Regions from separate parts of the Mus musculus genome. Here region 1 is linked to region 2. A link is a contact called in public Hi-C data. All regions are on one chromosome and are shown on one strand. Each heading gives the region's core, a stretch centred on a gene start, on an enhancer-like site or on the middle of the called end of the contact. The rest is flanking DNA. Distances are from core to core; before and after follow the strand shown.

Evidence for each region. Hi-C and Micro-C count contacts between places; a contact is called where the count stands out from the background.
Region 1: a Hi-C map of olfactory sensory neurons shows a contact between it and region 2, with 3 times the contacts expected there. The contact joins two enhancer-like sites. A contact is called at or near these places in 2 of 39 promoter capture datasets (liver and pre-B cells), 1 of 484 Hi-C or Micro-C datasets (olfactory sensory neurons) and 1 of 115 datasets of contacts at active chromatin or transcription factors (fibro-adipogenic progenitors).

The regions. Positions count from the first base shown.
Region 1 is chr16:25,260,180-25,265,385 of GRCm38.p6, forward strand. No RefSeq gene overlaps it. Among named protein-coding and RNA genes, the nearest start is that of Tprg, 24 kb to the right of the region's middle. Within about 2 kb of position 3,767, at least 86 of the 459 cell types and tissues checked have an H3K27ac peak or open chromatin away from gene starts, as enhancers often do. A contact at or near this core is called in olfactory sensory neurons and pre-B cells, where this site is marked.
Region 2 is chr16:25,010,161-25,015,716 of GRCm38.p6, forward strand. No RefSeq gene overlaps it. Among named protein-coding and RNA genes, the nearest start is that of A230028O05Rik, 47 kb to the right of the region's middle. Within about 2 kb of position 1,546, at least 82 of the 459 cell types and tissues checked have an H3K27ac peak or open chromatin away from gene starts, as enhancers often do. A contact at or near this core is called in olfactory sensory neurons and pre-B cells, where this site is marked.

The DNA.
Region 1 (5,206 bases), core at 2,517-5,016, 250 kb after region 2:
GTAACTTGTATGTGTTTAGCACAAGAGGTGGTTTCCCTGGCTGGATCTGTACTCACTGTGTATTTCAACCAAATCACCACACAAATTGTCAACAAGTACAACTACGTGTTGATCAAAAAGGCAAGTCCACAGACAGAGCCTGCACTGGAGCACGAGTGAAGAGGCTGCCTGTTGATTGCGTGAAGCATCTGCAGCAAGGCAACTCTGAGCAGGCAATGCTTCTTCAAGTTCAGTCTCATCACGTGGCGACAGCTTTGTTTGTCTTCTCAGAGAAACACAAGAACCCAAACAGAAGTGTGCCAAGGCTTCCTTGTACCACTTCACCAAACTAATGGCAATAATGACAATGGTAACTAAAGAGTCCTATCTAAAATGACCTAGACTATGTAAAGGGGACTGGCATCAACACAGCAGACTGAAGCTGAGCATAAGTAGTACAGTGGCTGTGGAACTGAAGGCATCAGGACTATACTCAGAGCATCAAGTCGCATGGAAGCTTTTCTCTCACGACAAACTCCCAAAAGCATGTGTTAGTGAGAGTTCGATTAAGCAGGCACATTGGAAAATAAAAAAATAAAAAGATCTCATCTCAATGTTTATATATACAAAAGGATTTCATGCCAATAAGAGTATTGATACATTAGTTCTGAACTCTCTTAAGGAATGAATTTGAAGTTGGAAGGAATGAAAAGGAAATAGAATTTAGATGGCCTTAGACGCCTTTGTGTAGCAATTTCCCCTCAATGAATCTAGGTGACCAGGGCACCAAAGACGTCTTTGTGTGGCTTGCTGGCTTTCCTTCTTATGACTGACATGTGGTGAGCACTGAGTGTAGGAGAGGTTCACTGAAATTCGTTCATTTATGTCAGCTACAGAACATTGATTTTCTTAATAAAGAGATGCAGTTCAGATATGCCATGAGGTCACAGCTGGGGAAGAAGGAGCTGCCAGGCTACCAGAGCTCATGAGGAAGACTTGGGACCATTTTCCACTTCCCAGCAGGCGAGTATTCAGAAAGGACAGCTGGTGCTAAGGTTAAAGGTATGAGACCTCATAATGTATTCTCCAAAGACAATGCTATTGGGTAGAATCATTGCCAGGAAGACCAAGGTTAGCTCATGATAGCCTTTCAGGGTCCTCTGAGGGGCAGGGACTCTCACTCCCTCCTGGGTGGCTTCTGAATCTGTGTGTACCAGGCTGGTACATTCACCCACTGAATACTAAGTATTGTGGGTAGATGTTCATATCCAGTGAGCTAACTGAGGGCAGAGACCATGCTGTAAATGTTGTATCTTCTTTACCTGTTCTTAGCTTGTCACAGCTTACTATCTGAGTAAGTCTTAGTGAAGAAAGGCCTCTATGTGGATCTCCCCCAAAGAATGGGTTCTAGTATGATTTATGGAGAGATTTGGGATCTTTACATTTCTCTGCATTGGCTAAATATAACATCAAGATTTACTTCTCGGGAGCTGTGTCTTCTCGCTTCTACTTCTGCAGATTTGAATGTTAATGATAATTGCTAGCACTTATTTTGTGTGTGGCACACTGGAACTCTCCTCAACACTTGCCTATCTTATCATCTAAGCTGCTTTTATAGATAAGGAAGCTTCGATTGGCAGAGGCAATGTAACCCTACCACAGGAAGGGAGTCAGGATATGACTGGGCCAGATTTTGATCCCTGGTCTATTTGACATATGCATCATACCCATTCTATGATGTATGAAACAGTGTATTTTTTGGGGGAAGGGTACTTTTTCAGAGACTTAATTTCAAGGAAGACACCTAGAGTCTCTTAGAACTAAAAGGGTTGCGTTTATTTAAGAGAAGTTAGGCTTTGTGGAATCTTACTCAAATATTAGGCTTCATACTTGAAGATGATGTTTTCTCTAATAGTGGTTTTTTTAAAGCCCATAGTTTTCTTAGTTTGGTTTCTGCTGCTGAAAATTTTAAAGGCCGACTTGGAGTGGGGAAGGAGGGCGTGTTTGCTTTATGTATCCCAAGTCACAGTCCATTGAAAGGGTTCGAGGTAGGATCCCAACACAGGAACCTGCAGGCAGAAACTGAAGCAGAAGCCATAGATAAGGGCTGCTGGCTCATTGAGCCTGTTTTCTTATGCACCCAGGACCACAAGCCTAGAGGAAGGTTCCCTAGAGTGAGCTGGGTCCATCCACAGCAACCATCAATGAAGAAAAGGCTTCCCAGACTTGCCTCCAGATCAGTCTGTTGGAGGCCCTTTCTCAACTGAGGTTTCCTCTTCTCAGATGACTCCAGCTATGTCAAACTGCCAAAAAAAATAACCAGGAGAATAGGCTTAGGGAACAACTGGTGGAGCTGGACTGTCAAGAATTATGGAGAGAGTAATAGACACTTCCCCCGTTTTCTGCATCCCGGTTACCATGCCAATAGGCAGTAGAGGGTAGAGAAGAGTGTAAGCTAGCTGTGATAGAGGAACGAGGAAGGGAAACTCTTGGCCCTTTTACTTTAGGGCTGAGAGGACTTTTGCGTGCCTCTAGAGCTGTTCGGTTGGCTTGGGCATCACTTCAGAGTCCCTTGGTTTCTGGGGCACTTCAGAGACCAGCAAACACAAAGAAGTCAGGGATTCTGGTTCTAGGCTGCTTCAAAGTTCAAGCTTAGGGCTGTCTCACTGTGCTCAACAACTAAGCTGGCAAGTCCTCAGGGAAGACACTAGCTTCACAGTATTACACATGCGCAGGGAATTGCTGGTGATTTTCACGAAAGCCTGGGATTGTTATCAATGGTAGGGTCCATCAGTGGAACGTTTATGACTTCTGTCTATCTATACCCAGAAGAATATTATTTGGTCATTAAGACTTGTTGACTTCTTAACTTTGCAGTATTGTGAATGAGTCTGGAGGGCATAGCTAAGGGAAACAAGACAGGCCCAGAAAGACAAATACCACAGGGATGACCTCACCCGTTTGAGAAATCAAAACAAGCTGATGTCATACGTGTAGACTGGGAAAGTGGTAATCAGACAGTGCAGAGAGGAGGCGAAGGAAGGGAGAGTCTGGCCTATGCCTAACTGGGTAAAAGGAAGACGGTCTGTCTGTCACTATAAGCACAACTGTATAACTATGGTGAGTATTGCTCTGTGTATTTCCAAACACCTTCCACAAGAGAAGAATTTAAGTGTTCTCACAATAAAAGATTATAAATGGCTGAGGTAATTTAGATATGATAAAATACCATACTGATTATTACACAAAATGTTCTTTTTTATTTTTAATTTTTATTTATTTATATTTTTCAAAATATTCTTATATCTAACGCCTATTGTGCCTAAAAATATGTATACCTATTACATGTCAAGCAAAAATACAATAACAACGTTTAGAAAAAAATGTCAGCACTGGATATTTGTCTGACATTTGTCAGTTGCTCGGGTCTGACAGATGGATGTGGGCAGGAAGCTCTGGGACCTCAACAGACGCTGACCATCAGTGGGTGTTGGTGACCATTCCTCCCAGTTCCTGAGAAGACGGTCACCTTGTCCTTGTGAAGATCAAACTGAAATATCTATGTTCCTGCATCATGGAATACAGTTGAGCCTAAGGGACAGAGTTGTCAGGAAAGGGAGAATACAATGGCCACCTGTTATTCTTATTCGGGGGTGTGGGAATCCGACTAGCCAGTCAAAGGTTTCTTTCTGTCTTCAGAGACACGTTTGTCTGCAAGGGCAGAGATGAAAGGCACTTGTTACAAACCCTTCTTCTCCCTCATGCTGGGAGAGAGACAAAATGTCCACCTACTGCCATCTGGTGGTCATAGTTTGCACTGCAGCTTGAGTTAGCCTCTTCACTTAGAAAAGGGTCCGCTATATAGAAAAGCAACAATGAATAAACATGGTTTCTGGCCTTGAGGAACAATCAGTCCAGTAGACTTAATTGGCATGCTAGCATTTAAAGTAAAATGTGCAAGGTGTTATCAAGACGTAGCATGGGGAAGAATACCTTTGAGTTGAGTCTTGAAGCATCCTTTGTCACTTTGTCACTTTGACAAAAAGGAGGAGGCTTGTTCTACATACAGAGCACACCCCTTTGCTAGGTTAGCACCCGACTTGTTGATAAGGGATATGGGAAAGAAGGGACAGGAACGAACTGAGACAAAGGTAGGATCAGACCCCAGGATCCTTGAAATGCCTAACCAAGGAGACAGGTCTGCTCTAGAGCATTAAGCCAGAATATAATGGGGTCAGAGTTTGCTGATAAAAGGCAGACCTCCATTGTCTGCACATAAGCTTTCCAAGTATTCATCAGTGGAAGTCATTATTTGAAATACATAGAAACATCATGGTTATGACTGAAGACAGAGTTTGTAGGTCAAAAGTCATTTCAACACCATGTCCCACATGATTGGTGCATGCCAACACTTTTTGACAGGCCAAATGGCTCAATAGAGCCACATTTAATAACCCCTGCTGCAGGAGAGGTTCTAACCTAATATGATCAACACCTTTGTGGTTTTAGAGCCCACTGTACTGTCCAGCCTACAGTAGGCTACTTATAAATCAGGTCTGAGATAGTAGTCCCCTGTTCTAGACCTGTTCTAAACATTTAGTTTCATGGTCATCCCAATTTTATTGGTCAGTTTCCAAACAGGACCTAGATCCCTCATCCCTAGCTTCTAGTTTTATTTTGTGAGAGAAAGGTTGGTATTAGCCATCTCTCTAGTCTCTACTAAGCATCTTTTGTCTGCCACCCCATGTATCAACCCACATTAGGTGTCTCCAACCTACTTGTCATCCCCAACCCACAGATTGCCTGATGCAGTTATGAGAAGCATCACCTCACATCTCACAGCGGCATTCGGTCTACGAACCACACTTTATACTCAAACTTCACTTTGTACTCAAGAACTTTCCGCTATATGGCTGCAGGACCCCGATTTGTGACAGAGTGCGGCTGGCTGCATGGCATTGCCTTCGGTGAGAAATTTCAGACCAATAATTGACCAAGCGTGAGTGGCCTCCTGATGGGCAAAGACGATTCCATTCCCCAATGCCATTTCTGGTGCCAACCGCAGATTCCCACCCACCAAGCAGTATTTCCTGTGATTCGCCCTCTTGTTCCTTGTCTTTACTCACGCTTTGCCCACTCTATCTGCACGGCAGGGTCAGTTTGCTCTCACTCTCCCACATAACTTCGCTGTTTCAAGGCTGTGTCCGGAACTGCCTCCTTCTCACCA
Region 2 (5,556 bases), core at 296-2,795:
CTGTTTTTAGTTGTGGTGCGGCTCAGCTTTAGCACACACCTTTAATCCAAGAGTTTTCTGCTTGAATATTGTAAATAGAATTAAATAAATTCAACCACAGATGAAGAAGCAGAGCAAGAGACCAATTTACAGGAAGTGAACATAGGATTATTAAGAAAAAAAATATAGCAAGTAAGAGGAAGTCAGGAAGATGGATAGAGAGATGCACAGGAAGTAGAAGGAAAGGTCAGCTGGATCCTTTCTCTGCCTCTCTGAGCTAACAGGCTTTCACCCCAGCATCTGGCTTCCAAGTCTTCATTGATAAAATCAAAGGATTGATATTTTGTTAAAAACAACAGCTGATGGTATGTATAATTTAATAATAAATTAATAAATATATGAAGCCCATGACAGTATTTTTTCCTGTTACATATCTTCGTACCACTGATATATGCTTTTTCATATGTAGAAAAAAACTAAACGTTATTTCCTACTTCTAAATTTCCATCTAGACTGTGTTTTATTCAGCCCCGTATATAGGACATATGAAGTTCTTGAGCTAATATGTACTGCATAGATGCATGAATGAATAAACACATGAATGAAAGACTGTCTCTGTGGGATGAGTGTTATCTCCTGTGAGGTCACTGAGCAGGAAGAAATCAATTATGCTCCTCAGGAGAAAATATGATCGGCTGGTTTACTCTTGTCCTTTGTCACCTCCACGGTGACAAAATTCTACTGCATTATTTTTCCCTTTCAGATCTTTGTTGGTTGGTATGCAAAAATATTTTCCCTGTGACCCGTGAAGAACTGTTTTATATTCTGTAAGGTAATGGGAGGAGAAGGGGTCTTTTCTGTATTGTAACAGGGCATAAGGGGTCTTGACTCATTCAAACATGGAGGAAATTGCACAACTGGAGTGGCTTCATCTGAGCCATAGTGAATGCAAACGAGTGATGTCAAGCCAACCTAAACTACCCCATTGTTCTTAGTGTGACTAAAAACTGACTAATATTACTTCCTCTGGCGTGTTTTTTTTTTTTTTTTTTTTTTTTTTTTCCTGCTTCAGCACAATGGAAAAGTTCCAGGCTGCTGTTCTACTTCACTGTCTGGACAAAATGATTTCCTCTTGTCACAGCCACTTGAGACTAAAAACAGTAGAAGTGGGAGTTGGAACTCCGAGCTCCCAAGAGTATGCTTCAGTTTAGCCCTGTGATTGTTCTGAGATATTCACCAAAACTATAAATAATAGTGAAACCCAAATAGGACCAGACTGCCTATGTGAGCTGGAGAGGGCCCTTATACTTTCCCGTTTTTATTCTGAGGCTTTCAGGATTGCTAAGACGTCAAGCCAAGGAACTGTGGTTGAATGTGGAGTCTCTCTTCTGTTCAGCAGCTGTTTCTTCAAAAACAAGTCCTCCTACCTTGGGGCTGCTAACAGTTTCCACCTCCTCCCTGTAGATTGTTCTTTGTTCTGTCCTCTGGGAGATGGCTGATGTTTGCACACTCCAAAGAGGCTCAGAGCCATGCTCTGTGTGGACTAAGTCACTGGAGACATGACTAGTGATGACTTTACTCAGAAAGAAAATGAAGTCAGCCAAACCACAGCAGCAGGGATGCCTTTCAGGCTTAGAAATGGAGGGCACCTTTCTTTCAAAGTGGTCTCATGGGAGACAGAGTGGTTTCATTCTCTCACCCCAGTGTTACTATGGATACATAACCAAAGATATGTGACCGGAGGGAATCAAGGTGGCTCAGCAGGTAAGAGTCCTTGTTTCTAAGATTGATAACCTGAGTTTAGACCACAGAGTGCACGTGGTGGAGGAAGAGAACTAGCTCCCACTCTGTTGTCCTCTCTGTCCTATGATCTCTACATGTTCCTTGTAGCACATGTGCATCCATACAATATAGATACATACATACACACATACATACATACATACACACATACATGCATACATACATACATGCATGCATGCATGCATACATGCATACATCAACTACTTCTATATATCATTGCCTCCATATGTTTCTACAGTTAAGCTTTCCTCTAAACAATAAGCTACCTCAGCTCCCCTTTGCCCTCACTGGTGGCAGTTAGGCTCAACTGTACATTGCTACTTGCATAGAAAGCTTGTAATCCTTTGGCAAAGGGGAAAAAATCTCTCTGCAAGACTTTCAGCCCTTCTCATTTTCTTGGGAAAAAGAACATTCTAGAGGAAACACACACACACACACACAGTAAAATTAACCGAAGCTCCTTAGCCCTTTGCAAGTCTGGAATTCCTTTTTCTCTCAGTGAGTCATATCTATAACATATGAGTTTCCGTTAGTTTGAGGGTCAAAGAAAAATCCAGCCCCTACAGGACTTTTCAGCTCTCTGGGAATTGGAAGGAAGGACTCATTTCATGGCAGAGATGATTGCTTTTTGCTTTTGAACTATATCTGGTGGCCCAGAAACCACAGCCATCAAATTCAGAGGCTCTGCTAAATCGTCATGATTTCAGCTACCAATTAAGTCTAATGTGCGTGAGGAGCGATGAGTCTGCGGGTGGAATAAACCACTTCTTCAATTGATTGAACTTCCAAGCAAACATGCTTTGATGACCATGGACACCCATCCCTTAGAAAGATTTCCTGAGACAATGAAGAGGAGCCAACCTCTAATTGTTAAGGACATATACCGGGGAATGTAGATATACCCAGAGATCTTGTGTTCTCTGCCAGACCTTGAGCTACCTTTTAGTTCCAGCAAGATGCCTCAGGGGACCACATAAGGGACAAGTTATGAAGAAAACTCGCTGAGTTGCTGGCAGGCTGTATATGTCCAAAGACTTAGGCCTCATCTGAGAACACAAGTAGGAGTGTGGTCTGGGAATCATCTGCTATGTTAAATTGGGACTCCAGGTTAAATAAATAGGTTCAGAGAGGGATGGCATTGACAAGAAAACCTGAGTGACAGTGCGGAAGCATGTTTGCATGAGTGATGTCATAGTAAAACTGCAGACTTTCCCACAATCTTTTCAGAAATTTGCAATGTACTTAAAAAAAAAACAGATTGTACAAATATGTATGCTCATTATGGAAAAATAGAAAGCACAAGCCAGCAAAAAGAAAGTTGTGGCTTTCTGTGATCTCATCACCTAGAGTAACAACTTCAACGGGCCAGGGTTGATATTTTGGGCTAAATCATAGTCTTACATTGGCATTTAGCAGAACGCCTGGCCTCTGCTCCCTGAGTAGCATGAATAGATTCATTCTCATTTTCTGCAACCAAAACTGTGTCACCAGACACAAAATCCATCAGGAAAAATCACTCACATTGACCACTAAAGTCTAGACATAAACAGTGATACCATGTTTTGGCTCTCACCCCGACTGGCATACAAGTGAACATATAATTTAGAGTGCAGTTGCAGCATCTTAGTTTGTTTTGTTGTTTTTTTTTTAATTTTCCCTAAACAATTTCTCAACTGCATCTGCTCTACAACACCATCTTCATGGCTCTATTTTGCTCCTGTGTAAAATGGTGCCACAGTTTACTTAACGTCTACTTGATGGACATTATTTGCAAAGACAGTATAGTAGTCAAGGATCTCTAGAGGAAGAGAAATGATAGAATGAATGAATGTATATAACCTGAGTTTAGATCCCAGAGTCCACATGGAGGAAGAAAAGAACTGGCTCCCATACATTGTTTTCGCTCTTCCACATGCTCTCTCTTCCACATGCTCACTCTGACACACATATATCCATACACACAATACACACACACACACACACACACACACACACACACACACATACACACATATGCATACATATATAGAGATGGCTGTAGTCTGGCTAGTCTAACAATGACTGTCTCCCAACAGAAAGGCCAAGAGCCCATCCAATGTTCAGTGCATGAGGCTGGATATCTCAGCTGGTCTTCAGTCTACTTTGGAGTCCTAAAGAAGCACATTCCAATACCAACAACGGAATGTCTTAGCAGGCAAGTAATCAAAAGCTTTCTTGTCCCACGTTCTTTTAAGGAGGCTGCTTCCAGAAAATATAACCCACATTTAGTATGGGTCTCCTGACCTTATAAAATGTTCCAGATTTAGGTCAGGTCTTCCTAACTCAAATGATCCAATCAAGAAAACTCACAGGTGTGCTCATCTGCTTGGGTTTTAGTTGATTCCAGATGTAGTCAAAGTGACCACCGAGTTTAGACATCATGGATGAAAATGGCATTGAAACACAGACACATATTTTTAGGGTTAATTTTATTTTATGCTTATGGATGTTTTGCCTGAATAAATGTTCATGCACTGTGTGCATGGATGGTGTCTACAGAGCCCACAAGAGGGTTTCTAATCCCTTGGAACTATAGTCACAGACAGTTTTGAGCCACCACATGAGTGCTGGGAATCAAATCCTGGTCCTCTAAAAGAGCAGTCAGTGCTCTTAATCTCTGATCCATCTCTCTAGACCCATAAAAAGAACTTCTAGTTCTCTTACATTGTGGAAGGGAGCTGAGTACAACTCATAAGGATAAGCAAGAAGATTCTCATATTGTTTCCTTTTACCTAAGAGTCACAAAAGATCCTGAGTTTGAGGTCATAAGGAATCTTGCATGAGAAGCCACAGTGACTTTATCAGGATAAGCAATCTGAGGACTATGTAGTCAGCAGATAAGAAAATTATACTTTTTCAAGTTGCTTTTATAAACAATGTTATATTGATTTCACAGTTGGAACAAATTATTAGCATATATCCTTTATTTTCTAAAGACAAAAATGTCAAAGAGAGAATCATAGAGTAGAATGGTTCTCTGAAGTCTTCTGATACATCTTACTCAAATACTGGCAAGACATCTTTACTAGTAATTTTATATTTTATCATATAATCAACAGAGATAACAGCTCTCTTCTCCTTTAGTTCACCAGCATGATGTCTACTCTTCCTATTTCTACAGGAAATAAGGCTCATTTAGATTCACAGGGTATGGAGAAGAACCAAAGCCCATATTTTTCTGCCTGTGAACCCTGTACCCTTTTTCCTGTTGATGTCATTACCTGTGTCAAAACCAGGGCATGTAGCCATCATGGTACACGGCAACCTCACTGCTCAGATGTGAAAGCTGGAACTCAATGGCTTGGAAAGTTCTCGTTAGTCTGGTCTTTACTCATGACTCCATCTCCCCTTCTCTGGAATTCATAGTTCCTTTCATCACATGGACCTTATGCTTTCATTTGAGAAATGAAAAGTTCTTTGCTTTCTGTTGCCCTGGGATTTTTGTCCTGTCTATTCCTTTTCTCTTCTGCCATCTTTGGTAGCTTCTGCTCTTCCTTCAGACTGAACTTAAATGTGGCTCCCTTGTAACTCTTATTTTATGGGATCCCATTGTTATTTGTTCTAGTCTGGATCCCTCTGAAACCCCATTTGTTCAAGTCTTAACTGAAAGCAAGCTTACTCCGTGTAAACGATCATACCTGGAGGATTCTGACTCTACACGGAGTGGTCAGATGACCCAGCACAATTTATAATTGGGAGGTGGTGGAAACTTACTGGGTCACAAGGGAAAGCCAA